Regions from separate parts of the Zea mays genome. Here regions 1 and 2 are each linked to region 3. The links are chromatin contacts, called in public Hi-C maps. All regions are on one chromosome and are shown on one strand. The core of a region is the stretch at or near the end of the contact, and the rest is flanking DNA. Distances in the headings are between cores, read along the strand shown. Region 1 holds the start of LOC103642454 (vacuolar sorting protein 18). Region 2 holds the start of LOC100127508 (Diacylglycerol kinase 2). Region 3 has its middle 73 kb from the start of LOC542688.

Region 1 (2,700 bases), core at 150-2,649, 270 kb after region 3:
ACAATGGAAAGCCCTTTTAAAAAAATCTATAGTATATGGTGTTGCTTTCCAAAAACTAAAGCATTCGAAGTCAAAGCATAAGCATCTCGTCTTTCGAACATAAGCACTAACACTAACAAGGACATCAGAGCCTCAAGATAGCAAACTTGCCTTCCCAACTAATTTAATAGGATAATCCTGAACTTATCAATCAAAATGTAAGAGAATTAATACTTACTTCTAGTGAACCAATGCCAGTAAAAGAGTAAAGTCGTGTCGGAGTGACGGCCATCACATAGTATCTTGTGGAATTTCCAACCACAGCAGTCTCCATCTGCACAACAAATTGCTCAATCACGCCCACTCCAGCGAAAACAGAAGAATTTATTTAACATCAATTGACAGTATCTGAAACCTGCAGGTCCTTGATGCCTTCTCTTTGCTCAGTGAGCTCGAAGAGTGGCTTCACATACTTCTCCCTTTTGTCAGCCTCGTCCACGGCCATCTCAAAGATTTGGCCGCTCTCAGTACCCAGGATAACCTCCTTGGTTGATGCTGCAGCACCAAAATCAGACGATCGACGATGAAATGAATTTTCCAATAGATGATGATTGAATCCAGAGGAAGGGATCGGGAATTACCTTCCGTGATGGACTGGCGGTTCCAGGCGACCGCATTGACAAGGAGGCCCCGGAGGCGGGGGAGGAGCTTGGGTCGCGGCCACCTTGCGTGGTGGTAGTACGTCTCTGCGCCGCCGGGGTGGACTACCGTGGCGACGCAGTGCTTGCCGCCGGGATCCAGGAACACTCGGTGCACCGAGTGGTCGCCAGAACGGCCGCTCCCGAGGTCGAGATCTGCGGGCGCGGGGCGGTGAGGTGATGCCTTGCGAAAAAGGGAGAGGGGGGACTTACCGTGGGCGTCCTCGAAGGAGAAGTCGTGGCGGACGAGCCAGCCGCGGGAGGTGCCGAGGACGATGACGTCGCTGCCGGCGGCCATGGAAGTCACGACGCCGTGGCCCCGCGCGGCCTGTCGCTCCAGGGGGTCCACGGAGAAGAGCTGGCCGCCGCCTCCGGCTTCCATGGACGGAGACACGGGGGTCAGTGAGAGCTGCTGAGAACTGAGCGAGTGCTGAGCGGAGGCAGTTGGTCGCCGGCGCGGAAGCTGCTCGTGAGGGGCGGGATCGCTGCGGCCGGCGGTGACGTGTGAGCTCGCGGAGAGCCGAGGAGCCCAGCCGGTGGAGAGAGATGGATCGCTGGCATTGCTGGGCTGGATGTGCTTCCCCACTCCGAGCCTAGAGGCCCGCGATCAGATTCCGGCCCAAAATTTAGATCACGAAACGGCTTCTCTTTTTTCGAATCAACAGATGGCCAAATAGGGGAGGGTTGGAGAGCCGGACAGCGGAGTCACAGTTGCCTTGCCTAGGCCGAAAAGGGAGGCCGGAGAGTCGCGGACGTGGAGAGGGAAGCCGGAGAGCAGATCCTCCGTGCCTGGGCGCGCGCGTCCGTGCGACCATGCCTGGGCGCGTGGCAGACAGTGGATGGCCGGATCCGGATGGGGATCGGTGGGTGCTGGCAGGTGGGCACGTGGCACGGGCGATGGGCGGTGGCAAGTGGCAACTGGGCGCGGGCAGTGGCGGTGGCGGCTGGGCTCCTATGTGCTGCGCTATTCAAACGGGTTAGATTAAGGTCGAGTCGTAGATCATTTAGCACGACTCGTATCTGATTCTTGTTTAGTGTTAGGTTCGGTCCGGCTAGTCTGTGCCTTCCTATTTAACGACATATCGGATTATGTTTTTTCGAGTTGGATCGGATTTTTTGACTTTGGGTCAAGTTTTTTTGAGTTAGGTCGTGTTTTAGATCAAAAATCATAACCCGTACCTGGTCGTGAATTATTGCAGGTCAAAAATTACGACACGTACCCGTCTCTTGCATTGGTCGAGTCGGGTCGAGCCGGGTTTTTATCGGGCAAGTCAAGTCAGGTTGGTCGAGTCGAGTGATCCATGATCAGGTCTAGTGCTAAAATCCTAGGACTCGAGACCTGTGGCTTGCACCTGGATGAGTGGGTTTGTGGGTGGTGCGTTATGGTTTGCTCTTTAGACTTTGTTAGTTTGTTGTTCGCTTCGGATTAAAACCGACGGTTTAGACTGCTGCAGCTGCAATCCATAAAGATAAAAATATTATAGAAGGCGATACGGATTAAAGACAAGAGAACAGGCTGGTGTGTGGGCTGGGCAAAAAAATTATGACTATATGTGAAGATTACCAACGGACGAGAGATAATATCAAAATACATATTTATTCCAACTTAGGTCGCGAGGTCGGTCGCGGGCCTAACCCGCGGGTCAAAAGCTATATTCCGGATCCATCGGATTAAGATATTTGATAGATATCTAAATCCACGGGTGATGGAGACGAGGTTCGATCTTTCATCACATTTAATGAGGGTGTTTGGTTCTATTGAATTAGTTTGTATCACATCGAATGTTTTAATGACAACTACATATATTAAATATAGTCTAATTATAAAAACTAATTACGTAGATTAAGACTGAAAGACGAGACAAAAAATTATTAATCATATATATATGTGCTCGTGTGTTACCACATAAGTTAAAAATTAATATAAAACATAGATCCAGAAAGACAAACATCGCTATGATATGTGCAGCCATCTTCCTAGGTTCCAGCGCACGATGGCGTCCACCACCACCACCTTCCTCGT
Region 2 (2,824 bases), core at 54-2,553, 320 kb before region 3:
GAAGACGACAGCTTCGTGGGTGTTCTCTGTTGGCTTCATGTTCTTGACTTAAATAGGAGGGCCCATTACGACCTCTCTTGTCCTTCTTTCTAAAGAGCAAAGGCATTGCCATAGCCTTTGAACCCTTCGATCGACTCATTGGTCGAGGTCTTGCTCAGCCTTATCAAAATGTTTGCTCCTCGGATGGATGGTTAGACGGTGTCAACCAAACCGATCATCAAGGTCCTATTCGATCTTCTCTCCCAACAACTATTCTTATAGTTGTTAACATGTTTCTCAATTTCAAAGTATAAATTATTTTTATTTTTAAGATTAATATTTTTTTACATACATATCTTAACATGGTGTATATATTTTCATACATAGCAAAAATTATATACTTGAAAAGGCTAAAATACTTTATAATTTGAAACAAAGCAAGTGAGCTTATTTATCTCCTTAAAAGGGATATTTGTGGAAATTCATTTCTGTATATCTTCTAAGAAATTATAAATAGTTCAAAACGGCTGATAAGTGGACACTCGCCCTTCGCACAACGAAGAAAATTAAAAGCGCAACCATACGTAATCTTAATCTTAATAAACATTACTCACCCCGTCCCAATATATTAGTCGTTTTAGCTATTGATTTTTATGTCCATATTTAAATAGATGATGATAAATCTAGACATATATGTAAAACAAATATATTAATTAATATATCAATCAACTAAAAAGGTAAAACAAATTTTATTTTGGGACAAAGGAAGTAACAAATTGAAAAAATAGTACATTGTCCGTGCGGTGACATGCAATCATATTTGGTACCATAAAAATTAAATTTAATATTAATATGAACACATGATCCATATATCAGATATTAAACTGATACGAATAAATATTATATTTTATCTAAATCAAAAGATTAAGAAAGTTATGAATTAAAAAGGAGCATAACCTTTTTTATAGCTCGCTCGATCGGTCCTCCTTCTACACCTAGCAGGATGGTATGCGGACGTTGTATTGTGTTATGCTCCAGTGGTTTCTAATGATTATCCCTATTTGATGTATTGTTAGACGAATTTGATGTACAGAACTATGCACTTTACACGTGAAGCACGACGTATAAAACTATCTTTTCAAAGGAGTAGAGAAATAAGATAAATAAAATTCATAAATGTGCTTTCCTACACAAAGTCATTCGTCAATGTAAGAAATACACACAAAAAAAAAGTCAAATCTTAAAATGGCGAACATGCGAGCCCCTAGAAACGATGACAACCAAGAGAGTGCCTCCTGTCCTCCTAACATCGATTTTCCTCCGGAATCGTAACCTCAGAAAGCCAAATCTCATTCTCCGGCGCTCAGGCCCACCCAAGCGTCGACTCTCCCGATCCAATCGGTACCTCCTAGTTCCTCGCCGGCGGTAGCGGCGTCGGGCGAACAGCGGTGACTTGGCGAGGGCGCTTGGCCGGCGACAATCATCCACTAGGTACGCTGTTCTTTCTCTTGCCTTCCTGCTGCGCGCAAACGAGCGCCCCCAAGTTATATATGCATTCGGATCTGACCCAATTACGGTATATACATGTGTGGTATCCACTAAATTCGATTTTTGTTACCGGGTGTACATGTCTTTTACTCTGCCCGCTTCTGACTCTTTTCCTTCTCCATTTCCTGTAATCTGATGTGCTGAAAAAATTATTCACGGGTATTTTATGTTGATGATGCTAAAATAGCAGATCCATCATCTATTTGTGGGAGTATTTGATTTGCAAAACTCAAACTTTTCAAGTTTTGACCAACAATTGGTCACATTATTATTCATGCTTCGTGCACAAGTGTTGCATCAAAAGATTCATATCCAACTTGACCAACAATTAGTGGAATTATTCATGCTTCATGCACAAATGTTGCACCAATAGGTTCATATCCAAAGCGCTTTTAGGATGGTGTGGATTCTGTTGTAAAGATAACATAATTCAGGACCACCCAATCAAAATATGCCTTGTATTCATGAATGGAGGGAGCAAACATTTGTAGCACCAGTGAGTTATCCCATTAAAACTATGAGAACGATTTTTCAGGATGGAAGGTGAGGCAGAGACCGTGGTTGGTTCTTGTTCTAAACCATGTGGGCCTCTGGAGGACTACTACATTCCAGATTACATTCTGAAGCCAGGTGCCCAACAAGTACTTGTTGATCATGCGGCACCCTGCCCCGTTGTAGTGTTCATCAACTCAAGATCTGGAGGCCAACTTGGAAGTAGTTTAATCAAAACATATCGTGAGCTTCTCAATGAAGCACAGGTACCTTTTGTCTTTCTGGAAATGCTAGACCATGGAAATATGCTTCTGGTCTTAATTGCATTTTGAATCTGTAATTTTTGTGAGAGCTGCTCAGTTACTTTCAGGTTTTTGATCTCTCAAAAGAGGCTCCAGATAAGGTATTGCATCGTTTATATGCCAACCTTGAAAGGCTGAAGATGGAAGGAGACATTCTTGCAGTTCAAATTTGGAGGACACTGAGGCTAATTGTGAGTCATAACACTTTCAGAATTTAGATTATTGTTATACTGTGGTATCTATCTCTTTTGCTTTCCCATTGTACTTATTTTGACTTAACAGATTTCAATTAGGTTGCAGGCGGTGATGGTACAGCTAGCTGGCTGCTTGGGGTAGTCAGTGACCTTAAGCTTTCCCACCCACCTCCAGTGGCAACTGTTCCTCTGGGAACCGGAAATAACCTCCCCTTTTCATTTGGATGGGTAAGTGGCCAACATCATTCTTTTAAACAGATTTCCTTTATATTATTGTGTCGCTGATGTTTCACACAAAAGGAAAGTTGA
Region 3 (2,952 bases), core at 423-2,922:
CTCTACAACAAAGCGTTCTAGTGATTTAGTGAGATCCGAGTGATATTTTTGAACTGTTCTCTTGTCTTGGTGAATGTGTGCACTCATGATCTTCTCTCCTGTGTGTGTTGCTCCGATTTGCTCTTGTATCTGTACTTTCTCTCCCTACCTTACTCTAAGTTGTAACTTCTATCTTTTGTATGGCTACAAGAGACTCCAAGTTGTGATGATTAATGGTGAACGGGAATACTTGTGAAGGAAGAACCGTGACACTCAAGTTTGATCTATGTGATCACTTGATAGGGGTTGAATGCTACCATTGTCCAAAGAAGGACATCCCAATGTGGATGTAGGCTTGGCCGAATCACGAGATAAAAATCGCAGTCTCTCTTGTCCTTTTCCTTTATTGCGATTTTCTTTCTTCCCAAGTTCTCTATTTCACTTCTGATATTTCTCTTAGTATAATTCATATCTTGGAAGAGCAATCAAGCGAAGAGGACTTTTTCTCTCATCTCTTCTCTCAAACTTGGTTTTGGTTTACTCTAAGTTTATTTTTAACCAAGTTTATGTTGTTTTAAGTCATTTCGTTGGATCACCTATTCGCCCCCCACTAGGTGCTCTCAGTTACGTGATCTACGATCATGACACAAAAATAGAGGTTATACCTAGGGTGGCGGTGGAGTCAGGCTAGCGGGGTTATGGCGGGTTGGTGCGGTGACGACGAGACACGGTGCATGCAAACCCGCAACAACTAGGAAGACCTCTGCAAAAAAAGAAACACAAGACTGTCAACACAAAAATTCGCAGGCACCTCCCCTGCACGGTGAGGTTTCCAAAACCTTCAAATAAAACTAACAGCACGATGCCTGACATGCACATATATATCAACGACACGATAGCCGACAATCACATGTATATTTTCAATCCATGTCACAAAATATATCAAACCACATATAATCGACATCCCTATCCACAAAAACATTGGTCTCACACAAAAAGGCACATGTCATAGATCAGTACATCAAATGTATTAGTAGTTTGACAAGTGTAACACCTGAAATTATACTTCAGGATTTAAAAAAATCAATGAATAAGACAATCAAAGAGTCTATTAATAATATTTTGAAGCTATATCTCCCAAAGCAAAAAAGAATTTTTAATAAAGACCCACAAAAGTATGCATGCATGATTTTAGTTAATCTTTCTTTTAAATATACATATACTATATATTTATTGATTTATAAGAACCTTTTAAAAGGGATTAAGTTAAATCATATCTTTATAGGAACAATACAATAGAAATATTATTTCTTCAAAATAAACTATTTATGCGTGAATTGCATAGCTAGAAGCATTTGCTTTAATAGGATAATAAATAAATGGATTAATAAAATATTGATGCATTCATATTGGAGTTTCGATTGTGCATTTGGAACTTGTTTGAATTTAAATCTGAATTTGAACTCTTAGAATTAAACTAAAACCAGGAAATGTAAAATATAAAAAGAAAAAAAAGACAAACCTGCTCATGGGCCGAATTCCTCACATCTAGCCCAGTCTAAAACCTCTCCCGCCGGCCCACTTCACGATGTCAGCCGGCATCAAACAACGGGTGCCGACACGAGGGCCCTCTCACTCAGCGGCCTGACTGCGCGCGCAGCCACTGGTGTGTGGACCTTTTGCGTAGAGCTAAATCCCTCTCGCTGACTCGTGGGGCCGACAGTCATACCAATCTCCTTCGCGTCATGACTCCGTGTACGAGCTCCGCGCGCGACGACAACAGAATCCGGTTGAGATTCTCGCCGGGGGCAGTCAACCGCTCCCCGCGCAACCTCTATCTCTGGCTTTATATACGGTCACCGCCTCTGCCCATCTCCAGAAAATCACCAAGGGCTTCATCCTGAGTGAATCGAGAAGAAAGGGAGAGGATTGCCTCCATGTGAAATCAGTCAGGCACCGACAGCGAGGTCTTGGAAAAAGGGCAGAAAAGGCCGCCTGGGATTCTAGATTGTGATTGGGGTGATGGCATGAGAGGTTGGTGCTCGGCGCTGCACCAATCGCTCGCTAGGCTCTGTCCCTGTCGCGGAGCCGCATTGTGCCGCGGACTTGGGCAGACACCTACGTCGGGCCTTTGCTGACGGGTCTCGGAGGTTCGCCCCTATCTAGAGCTCACGTTGGGAGGGTTGCTAGTCCGCGGGAGGCCCTGATGGAATTGCGATTTCTCGTCGGATTTGGAAATCGGCCACCCAGCCACTTTCCTCCGTCGACACGGGTGTGTCCGTTGATTCATCGTTGAACGATCCAGATTAAAGGACGTCATGTACCCTATCGTGATTGAATCACAGTCGTAGATCGGTAGATGTAGGGTCGAGAGAAGGTCACGATGTTTTAAATTTGGAGCATTAGATTGAGATCTAACGGTCCATATCATGTACATGTTCACATAAATATAAATCTAATCCGGGCCCTCGATTTTGGATTCAACGACCATGACACACCAATACCCCTTCGGCTTTGTCACTTTATGGATGAGACCCTCGGGTTTCTTGAAATTAACCCGCTATCCAACCATAACGCGTAGGTATTTCTTCAGGGTCTCTGAAATTTACATTTGAGTCCTCAGGAGCCTTATTTTAGTATAAAAATAGCCCCACAACTTGTTTAATTTATAACTTTATCATTTAAACTTCGTTTTAGTACATTCAAGTTGCATTAGCTTCGTAATAATATTACCTACGCTTTTGTAACATTATTTTAGAATGCACCATGTGCTCAAAAATAAATAACTAATTCGTTTAACCTATGCTTATTGGATTAACTTGTTTAATCCAAGTTGGTATAGTATTTTAAATTGGATCATCTATAATTGGGCTAAAATATGATTTGGCCTAGATTAAAAGTGGAATAAACTTAGTTATATTTTATCACATGATTTATATTAAGCAACAGAGAGGCATGGTTTTCATATTTAAT

The links. A called contact is a pair of places that touch in the nucleus more often than the background predicts.
Region 1: a contact with region 3 is called in a Hi-C map of leaf, with 3 times the contacts expected there. The contact joins the promoter of LOC103642454 here to the enhancer-like site in region 3. A contact is called at or near these places in 3 of 25 Hi-C or Micro-C datasets (bundle sheath and leaf).
Region 2: a Hi-C map of leaf shows a contact between it and region 3, with 6 times the contacts expected there. The contact joins the promoter of LOC100127508 here to the enhancer-like site in region 3. A contact is called at or near these places in 3 of 25 Hi-C or Micro-C datasets (ear, leaf and tassel).

Annotation. Positions count from the first base shown.
Region 1 is chr10:56,373,842-56,376,541 of Zm-B73-REFERENCE-NAM-5.0, reverse strand. LOC103642454 (vacuolar sorting protein 18) reads right to left here and starts at 1,399. Exons shown (of 23, transcript XM_020545850.3): 1 at 891-1,399; 2 at 621-833; 3 at 395-534; 4 at 218-313. The coding sequence starts at 1,059.
Region 2 is chr10:56,955,413-56,958,236 of Zm-B73-REFERENCE-NAM-5.0, reverse strand. LOC100127508 (Diacylglycerol kinase 2) reads left to right here and starts at 1,303. Exons shown (of 13, transcript NM_001112765.1): 1 at 1,303-1,470; 2 at 2,063-2,285; 3 at 2,390-2,512; 4 at 2,615-2,743. The coding sequence starts at 2,064. It also overlaps the pseudogene LOC111590430.
Region 3 is chr10:56,639,756-56,642,707 of Zm-B73-REFERENCE-NAM-5.0, reverse strand. No RefSeq gene overlaps it. Among protein-coding and RNA genes, the nearest start is that of LOC542688, 73 kb to the right of the region's middle. Within about 2 kb of position 1,672, at least 17 of the 20 cell types and tissues checked have an H3K27ac peak or open chromatin away from gene starts, as enhancers often do. A contact at or near this core is called in bundle sheath, ear, leaf and 1 more, where this site is marked.